Linked DNA regions of Drosophila melanogaster: all the other regions are linked to region 3. Evidence: chromatin contacts called from public Hi-C data. All regions are on one chromosome and are shown on one strand. The core of a region is the stretch at or near the end of the contact, and the rest is flanking DNA. Distances in the headings are between cores, read along the strand shown.

What was found. A called contact is a pair of places that touch in the nucleus more often than the background predicts.
Region 1: a contact with region 3 is called in a Hi-C map of the Kc167 cell line, with 6 times the contacts expected there. The contact joins the promoter of lilli here to the promoter of FASN1 in region 3. A contact is called at or near these places in 3 of 107 Hi-C or Micro-C datasets (the Kc167 cell line, the Sg4 cell line and larval brain).
Region 2: a contact with region 3 is called in a Hi-C map of the Kc167 cell line, with 2.3 times the contacts expected there. The contact joins the promoter of CG9663 here to the promoter of FASN1 in region 3. A contact is called at or near these places in 7 of 107 Hi-C or Micro-C datasets (the Clone 8 cell line, the D17-c3 cell line, the Kc167 cell line and 3 more).

Annotation. Positions count from the first base shown.
Region 1 is chr2L:2,884,473-2,887,766 of dm6, reverse strand. lilli (lilliputian) reads right to left here and starts at 1,838. Exons shown (of 12, transcript NM_078740.3): 1 at 1,189-1,838. NTPase (NTPase,) reads left to right here and starts at 1,917. Exons shown (of 4, transcript NM_164515.3): 1 at 1,917-2,134.
Region 2 is chr2L:3,301,419-3,304,641 of dm6, reverse strand. It overlaps CG9663, which reads left to right and starts at 1,512. Exons shown (of 8, transcript NM_134916.4): 1 at 1,512-1,596; 2 at 2,889-3,223. The coding sequence starts at 3,027. It overlaps CG3277, which reads right to left and starts at 542. Exons shown (of 15, transcript NM_134918.4): 1 at 1-542.
Region 3 is chr2L:3,054,902-3,058,041 of dm6, reverse strand. It overlaps FASN1 (Fatty acid synthase 1), which reads right to left and starts at 1,444. Exons shown (of 6, transcript NM_134904.3): 1 at 1,118-1,444. It overlaps FASN2 (Fatty acid synthase 2), which reads right to left. Exons shown (of 7, transcript NM_001273057.2): 6 at 2,729-2,872; 7 at 1,899-2,665. The coding sequence ends at 2,555.

The DNA of each region.
Region 1 (3,294 bases), core at 589-3,088, 170 kb after region 3:
AGCAAACATTACATTGTACAATTATATAGATCATTTAACCAAAACATTTAAAATGCTTGACCTCCTATCTTTTAAAAGAGGAGTTCAATAAATAACACGAGAGGTAAATTATTTTTTCATTGAAGACTCTTCTATAAAGCTGTTTGTTTAGGAAAATGCTTTAGGCTATAAACTTCTGAAGCTTATATTTTGAGTATGGAGTTCTCCTATTTCGTGGAGACTATTATTTTGTCATTTCTTAGGAAGAAAGCATGGGTTGTTGCGTACGTGATTAAAGTCATATTTCTAATTCGAAGTACAAAAACAATTAAATACTGCAATTATCTATTTCGATATTATCAATATAAATATTGAATACAATACATTGTTTAGAAAGTAGAAAATGGAGTAATCAATGTTAACATTAAGAGAATTCCAACCACAATGGTATTTTCGCTTTATTCTGACGGCATTGGCCATATTTATTTCATCAGTTGGCAAAGCATCTCTGGGTTCGCGAACAAACACAATAGTATTTAAGTTTGTCGATTATTTTCAACGTTTGGGCGAATGGACGTGGACTATTGGAATGTCGGCTTTCAAACAAATAACAATTGTTCTTATCAGAATTGCTTGAGGTGTGTGTGCGTGTGACTCTCTCTCCCCCTCCTACTTATAGCATTTGCATTCTCCTTGTTGAGCCGATAGTGTCCTTTCACCCTTTTTTACTTGGAGTATACAAGTATTGGTATTTTTCTGCGTTTCAGTTATTCTTTTTAAGGCAAACACCTACCTAAATAATTGATAAAAACAAAAAGCTAGCAAACCCAAACACACACACACACACGCACGCACACAGCGACGGAAAGAGCGCATGAGAGAGGAATTGTCCGTCTGGCATTTTGACGTTTATTACTTTGCCTGTATTGTTGTTGCTGCTGCCTTTGCATTGCCTCTTTTTTTGTTGCCTTTGCGCGCGAATTCGCTGCGCATAGCAAATTAAAATTAAAAGTTTGCGAGAGCGAGAGAGTGCAACAAAAAAGCAGGGAAAAAATATCAAAATTAATTTCTTTTCGGCGTGGCGGGAGAGAGAAGGACAGAGCGGAGAGAGAGAGGGAGAACGAGCAAAAAAGAGAGAGAGAGCGCGCGACGACATGACGAACTTTTGACACATTTTGTTTATAACAATTGTCTGCTTTTTGCACTTACCTCTTTTTCGTTTGCTTCAATTGCTCCTCTCTGCTGGTGACTACAACTTAATATTGTTTTGTGTGCGAAATCAGAAATGCCAGTTTAAACATTATTTAACACAAATACGTTTACGCACACTAGCATATATGCTGTAGTAATTTGTTGTTGTTGCTGTGCTGTTGGTGGTGGTGGCGATGGTGATAAAGCCTTGCCGTTTTAGACGATTTCTGGTCTCCTCGCATTAAATATGTTTAGTTTCCATTACTGTTTGTTGTTGTTGTGATTGTTGTTATGTGGTGTATTAATAAAAAACGTACGCGAACTGCAGTCAAAGTCACTCACACTCACACTCACACGCACGCACACACTGGCACACGGCATACGGCACACACAAACGCACGCACGCACACACACAGCAACTAGTAATTCTGCTGTGCGAAAGAGACAACATGAGAGCGCTTACGAAAAAAATGTTTGTGTAAGTTTCCCCGAAAACGCGATTTCATCCGGAAAATGCACTGCGCTCGCATTTCGCCTCCGCCGCGTTGGCCATTTAATCACTTTATATGGTTCCGTTTCGATTGCATTGTTTTTAGTAGGGGTTTTTAACCGAAATTTAGTTGCGTGTTTTGTGTTGGTGCAGAGAGAGCAGGAAAATACACATATCGTTATCGATGGGTCGGCTATCGATACGGCAACTATCGCCCAGCTGATTGGCGGGCGATCAGCTGTGCGACGATAGGTCCAGTTCTGGAAAATGTCGGTACCGCATATTTGCTAAAAATTTCGATTTTCTCTTACTTAATGAATGATTTTTGGAACCGGTTTGTCTAACGATCTGAGTTTTATCTAGCAATGTGTTTATCCGAGCGTTTTTGAAAATTCATAAGCAGTTTTCAGTGTTGGTTTTCAACACTGGTTTCTTATCTCAATGTCTAATCCAGAAAACCCAATTTTGGAATGGGCAAGTATCTTAATGGGAAATATGATATACCTATATAATCTAATCTACACTTAGCTTGAATGAATATCTATTGAATCCAATTATCTTATTTGTCGGTACAAAATAATGATAAGAATCTACGAATGAATCTATGATAAATCCTTATTGATTTAAATAGCGGATTAAGGCACAACGAATCCTCTAATATATGTCAATTATAGTACTATGCACTGGATTTCTGCACCTGTTATCAGAATTCCGTTAAGAAGTATACTTATCAAAATCGAATAATTTCACAATTTTAAATATTTCTATGTTATCCACATCAATTTTTGGCATCCCTGCCGCCCCCGCAGTGTGGCCGTATGCGCTGATAGTGGGCGCCGCAGCGAACAGCTGATAGGGCTGCAGCATATAAATGAGCAGGTGGTAAATAAATGTTTTTAGTTGATTCCAAGACGCCATTCCGTGCGCGTTGGCTTCCTGATCAGAGTTTATCATTCGGCGGGCGCGGCCATCATTAGATTAGATCGACATTAGTGCGTTCCGCTCGGCGATCGGCAGCAATCGATCCGAAATAAACAAACGCTCGCGTATTTACATAATTTAAGTGAAAAGTAACGACGACAGAATGACGAACACCGATGTGCGAAAGAGAAAAGTAAGGAAAAGGTCAAAAGGGCAATCCACAGCACAAATTTAATGCCAATTTCATGGCGCTCTCTCACACACACACGCACACATGCGAATTCCTCAAATTGCTGCTCTTTTGACGCGGAAGTAAAACATCAAATGACTCGCAGAATAATCGTTTCAAGTTCTATTCTATTCGATTGTGCCAATTTGTATCTGAAAATGTATGTTTACAAGACATTTAAATATAGATACGCAATGGCCGCTAAGCACGCTTTTGTTAACAATTATGCAAATTTTGATTTTAGTTACGAAAGAGATGACTAGTGGGTTTTCTATCAACATCTTAATGCCGGCCGGTTTATTTTGAAATATTTTCGTATTCGCATTAGGGTGACCAGTCAGCAGGAACTTTCTCATTTGCAAGGTCATTAGGGGGGGCTGATAAAAAAAAAGCATAGAAAAGTCCAACGATTCAGTTGGCAGCCGTTTCGACCGAATCTCGCTAGACAACTTTTGCAATCGCTTTCTCGCATCGGAACCCAAAG
Region 2 (3,223 bases), core at 263-2,762, 250 kb before region 3:
AACAAACACTGGGTGGTTTTCGGGGGCGGGAAATGGATATTCCAACACTCGGCACTTATGCGGGATATTTGCAAAATAATTATATTTCCGCTCGTCCGTTTACGCTTTTATTAATATCTATTTCACAAACAATTTCCACTTTTTGTTTACACTTTGGATATTTATTTTGAATTCTACTTGATTTGCATTTTTTAGGATTTCCTTCACTTTTTCACCAAAATTAACGGCTCACTCCCTTTATGCATATGATTTGCATTGCAATTTATTCAATTTCCGTTTCCGCTTCTTTCACGCGGAACACCGAACGCACTTTGGACAAACTTGCACTAAAAATATTATGCATCAATTTTAATTTCTTCCTTCCGTTCACATTACCTGTCGTGCAGGCATAATTTAATCACTAATTCAATTTCGAATTTTAATTGCTTTGAGTTCCGCGCCAAAATCCGTTCGCAGACGACGATCAATCGATTCAGAAATTCAACCGGTAGGTGCGAAAAGTTACGTAGCCGACACGGAGTCCGGGACAAGTTGAAGCAACAAGCGTTTTTGGCCGAATGATAACAATTGCCGACTGCCAACCTTTGCGTTTGCATTTACTGCGAGCTTTTACGCAAAAGCTCTACTGCACGCATTGTTTTTCGGACGTCAGATGCGTGGGAATGGTAAGGTCGGCGCCTGATAAATGGGAAATCGAGGTGTATTCATAAGAAATTCTTCTTGAAATTAATTAGTTTTTCTCTTAAATTCAGCATGTTTAGTTAAAAGAAAGATAGACTGTAGATTAGAAGAACTTAGGCAACCCCTTTTTCATATTAACAAAAAAAGTAAATGGTCGAAACTCTACTAACACTATTCTAACAATAAGAATTTAAATTTTCCCGCCATTGGGTGTAACTAAAAATCGAGTATGGCAATGCTGCAGCTTAGTGGTGGGTTTTGGTGCATCGATAAATGTGCTAACGCCTTTTTTTTTTTGAATGTTTGGTGTAAGTTGCCAGATGGTAAACGCAGAAAAACGTTTTATTTCAAATTCTGAAGTTGATGAAAAGACAATTCTAAGAAAATAGCACAGCATTTAGGTGATTTTGGCAAACAAAGTATATACGCATTATTTACTTCAAACATTGTGGCGGGCAGCTACCAGATGAGCACTGTCATAGTCATAAAAAAAAACTGGTTTGACTGGTTTTTCGTCGTTCTTTGTTTGACTGCGACTTGTAATTGCACACTGGCGGGCAGGAAAACAAAGGAGTTGGGATGGGAAAACCTCCCCGCATCAGGAGTTCAAAAAAAAACAAAAAGAGCAGTGAAAACACGAGCTAGAAGAAAAAAACACCCCCGCAGAAGAGAGAGTCGTAAACAAAAACCATGGGCGTCGCTCTGCGAGGGGTTTCGCTTGTCATTGGAAAGACAGCTGATTGCGGCGCTCTCGCGCTCTCCCCTCGTTATCTGTGAGAACTAATACTAATCAGCGCAGTTCATATTTTCAACTTTCCTGAATTCATTTTCATTCCGTGCCATGCCAACGGCCGCTAAAGATCGCGCTGTTCTTCGGTTCTACACAAGATATAGCCATCTATATAATTACGCGCGGTAATTCTCAGTCCAGTAGCAGTACTGTGTGTGCGTGTGTGAAGTGTGTGAGCTGCACTTGGCGGCTTATCAGTTGTTGCATTGCCACAGTGATAATCGCTCGGAATCGAACTGAATATTTTTGTGGTTTGCCTTTGGTAGCCTTTGGCCCCCATCACCCCTACACCCGTCGCAGCCAACACCCATGTCCCTGATAAGCCGCAAAATGCCTCAGAACCTGATATACTTTTTAGTGAGCACTACATACTAAACACTTAGTTAGGCTGTCTACTACCAATCGCGAAAGACGTGGAAATGAAGGAGGGCCCAATAAGTCGGCGGCTAGGTTAACACACATACACTCGCAGATAAATCAGCTGCTTTTTGGGGAGCAGGGCATGAAAATAGGGCCTAGTGCGATTAAAAGTGCGTCTCACTTACTCAAAACAAAGGCTAAAGAGAGCGACGTGCTAAATTATACATAAATACACACGATTTGCATCATAAAGAAGAAGATCGAGTGCATTTGCGAGCGCTACACAGCAAAACCAAAACAAGGGGCATATCGACTTTTGGAGTCACTTCGAAGCCACATAATATATTGTGCATTTGGTAAAAAAGGAATAGAATTATAGAGCTAAAATTAATATATAAAAGAAATATTGTCTTTACAATATATTGTAATTCCATGAAAAGTATTCATAGGCCGGACCGCATTTGCTGTAGCGCAATAATCTGGTGTCTTCCCTCCTCCTCCCCCGCAGAGCACGTTCTTTGTGAGCGGCGACTCTACGTGTGGCAATAACAACAAACATTGTTTATGCCAGTGGCGTAGAAAGGGGGTTTTGAGAAAATGTAGATACTGTAATTTGTCGTATGTGTTTACTATGCCCGCATGTCTTCAGATACACAAATAATTTCAAAATTTAACTCCAACCCCCTTGAATAGGTTTTAAGTCCGCCCCTGTGTGATACTCTCTCGTTTTACATGTGAGACCATGTGTGTTGGTGCGCTATTCTTGTTTTGGGGCATGGTCTGATTAGCAACAGGCGACCGAGTGTTCTCCGCCGTTCGAATTTTTATTAAATGGGTTGTCTGCCGGTCTCCCAGAGCCCTGCCCCCTTTAAGCCCCCCTCCCCAACGCCCTTGGCATAGGATAGAATGCGAATGAACTCACGCACACATAGACACGCGGAGAGCGAAATTAAAATTCAAATGAGCAACAGGCACGCACACACTCAAACACCGCGAAATACAAAATATTATTTATTCAAATTTCTTGACGCGCCTCAAAAATTAACGCAAAAAGCAGGCCTACGACGAACAAACGGAAAGCGCAAATTAAATGGAGAACGCAAGCTAAAACAATATAAGAGATAACTAAAAGTGAAACCGAAGTAACAAAAGTGCTAGACAACATATAGAAATCTAGAAATCTTGAAATCACGACATGTCCAGTTGGAGTTTGGCCAGTGCCGTGTCGCCAAATGTCACCGGTGGCGATGTCATCCGGTTGAACCACCTAAAGTCCAGCTCGGAAACGCATCTGCCATCGCGGGGATCTGGAACGGGGTCTGGAGCACTACCACGTCCCACGACACCCGTGCCCTCCAAGAAACTGTCGTCCAAACGACCTCCACACTTGAC
Region 3 (3,140 bases), core at 195-2,694:
TCAGGAAGCGACGACTCTATTAGCCGATAAAGATTAGCCAGACACTCGAAATTTTCCAATCACACAATCGCACGATTCTTGTTTGTTTTTGGCTGCGGAATTGGGGCGTGTGGCCGCCTTTATGGGTTGCTGGGTGTTGTTGTTTTATGCAAAGCGATCGCTTGATAACTCACTTTCAACTTTTTGAGCATTCAGCTGGTAGAGCTAAGCAATTTCTGAAAAGTATTTTACTTTAGGTGCTTAACTTTTGAATTTGATTTTGTATTTAAGCAAACAACTTATTGTTATTGCAACATTTATCACTGCAATTTCAAATGTAATAATAGTAAAATTTATAATATTTGTTTGTTTGCTTGACTTTAGCTAAATACGCAGATAGATTTCCCTATTTTCGTATTAAAAGCAATTTCAAATTTCATTTTTAGTAACTGTCTTAATGGCTGTGCAGTTAGCATGGTTGTAAAATAATGAAAATGGCACACGCAACCGGAAAATTGTTGGATTTGTCATTTCAGAAGGTTTGGGTTCGTTGCAAAAATGGCACTGGACTTATTTACATGGGAATATTTAGCAAGGATTTCCGAATTGCAAAAGGACTATAACGATGTCTGCCAAGGAAATCGTAGAAATTAAGCAGCTCTTGCATGGCAATTAGAAAGGGAAACCCTATCGCGAAGCCCCTACTATATGGAGCAGACGAGAGGAGACTGGGACTTGGACTTCCCCCCACCGCCGCCCGCACATCTTGCAATTAGCGTGTAATTTGGTGTCTCAGCGCAGCAGGAACTGCTGTTTTGGGGGGCGTTTGGAGTAGTAGAACAACACTTCTATGGGTCCTAAAGGTCAAAAGCACTGGAGAGCAAGTGCGAACTTAGTAATTCGTATTTTTAGTCGACTTGACGAATGATCACTTGGAGACGCTCGATCTAACCATTTTTCTCCTATTTTTTTCACACTTTTCCGTTGTTTCTGCTTTTTTTCTTATTTTCGTTAGCAATTCACTTTTTGTCCAGCGAAAATTTCGTTTTCATTTTCTCCTCAGCACACCAGCACACACACACACGCAAATTTGAACAGGGGCTGTTTTATTCCTGCGGCTGCCATTTTTTGTACATACCTAGAAATCAGGCGATTCCTCGACAGCTGTTTTTCGAGTTCTTGGAGTGGAGCGGGCGGAGGGCTGCGCGGAGGATTCGAATTCAGTTTCGTGGGGGGTGTTCCTTTACAGTTGGTCCTGACTGAATGGGGAAACCGTTATAATCCAGAAACTGAAACTGCTTTCGACTCGAAGTTCTCCGTTGACTGCCGTTATTAGCTTAGTTAGTAGCTATTAGTTTTTGAAAATTACTCTGCCACACACAGTTATGTTCTTTGGGATTCAAACGTAGCGTACCGGCTTGTAAAACCACGACAACGACGGAATGCTGCGACGAACGGAAATGCGAGAATCAGGTGAGCGCCGGCCTTTTTATATGACGCCCGCCGCCTCCAAGAAGAGCTTTTGGAGAGCTTCTCGCTGCGCTGCTCTCTCGCGCTGTTAAAAGTTAACCGTAGCACGATGCCCTTCCCCTACAGAGGGTACTTCGAATTCGGTCCGCCGCTTGGGCTGACATCCTCGACCTTACCTCGTAGACCTGATTGATAAGCCGCTGTTTACCGGCGATCTACTCACGGATCTACGATTTCATTTGATCATTCACAATCTACCTGAAATCCATTACTTGTACTTTTCGCTTATTAAGCTTAAAAGTGATTGGTTATTGATCAATTAGATTGAATGGTTTTTAATATTTATAGCACCTATTAAAACATATGTGGGTTCAATGAAAATATGTATAAATATTATTGCTAGTGTCAAAAAGGAAAATTCTTATTTAATTAACCGAATTGAATTAGTTATTATTTCAAAAAGGTCCTAGTTTAAGCAGACTGCGTAAAATTTTTTCAGCAGCAGGGTGTTTTTAATTCGGATTTCCAAAGCCACTGTTATTGGTGTAAACTTCTGTTATTGTTGCTGGACTCTGTGCGGCGCTTAAATTCGCATTAACAGCGATAAGTGGTCAGCTGTTGTGTGCGTGACGGAGATGTAGAAATTTTGATTTGCCCGCCATAGTCGGACCACTTTTTCGTCGATTATTAATCGTCTGGCGAGATCACTAGCGCGATAGAGTGGGCGGCATTATCAATTATGGAAAGGTACGCCGAAGTCGGGTCAATAAAGCCAGCCAGCACGGGTCAGAATGTTCGGATCGTAGTGATTCATCGTGGAAATCATGCGAGTACCACGCGAGTAAAACTGGAAACACGAGCGAACTTCTCCGATCGTTTATAAGCCAATTACTTTGTGAGAAATGCCTCGCGATAGTATACATTTGGAAAATTATCTTGTATTAGACAATGTTCTGATTAGTGAAGTTCGACCGTACTGAATGCGTTCATTATTCTTAAACAATCAATGCGCGATTGCTACGTGTATTGATAGGATTAGGGTATATGTACATTAAGTTCTACAGGATAATTCATCAGCATAATCGTACGAACTACTTCCCTTCCACTAGGGACGCTTCCGCAGGACGCGCTCGATGATCTGTAGAGTGTGCGGCTCCTTGAGGAAGGTCCTGTGTGTACCCTCCACCACATGCATGTCGATCTGGGCACTGCAAATCTGCAAGGATTGGAGGGAAATGGTCATTAAATAATGCTATAGATAGGTTTTATAGGCACTTACCTCCTTGAGGCCATAGTCCTGGGCCATAATCGCATTGTGCTCGGCCGACTTGATCAAGACCACATCGCTGTGGAGCTGCTTGGCGCCCTTGTAGCTCTCAGAAAGTAGCAGCTTCTGTTTGAACATGCAGGCGGCCTTCTTGATCTGTGACAATGTTCAAATAATATGGTAGGTTAGGTCTATAAAAACAATATAATGCAACAATATGTTTTTAAGTGCCTCACGCTAATTGCGAAGAATACGGACCATAATAATACACTAACTATTTGTCCGGCACTTTTAGAAGGCACTTTTTCTCGTCTGTTAAAAAGTACACACTTGTAATAAATACTACTTGAAATTATAAACACACACATAAGTGTAAGCAAATGCATCAACTTAGTCTACAAGTACTATAGTTAAGCCAGTACTT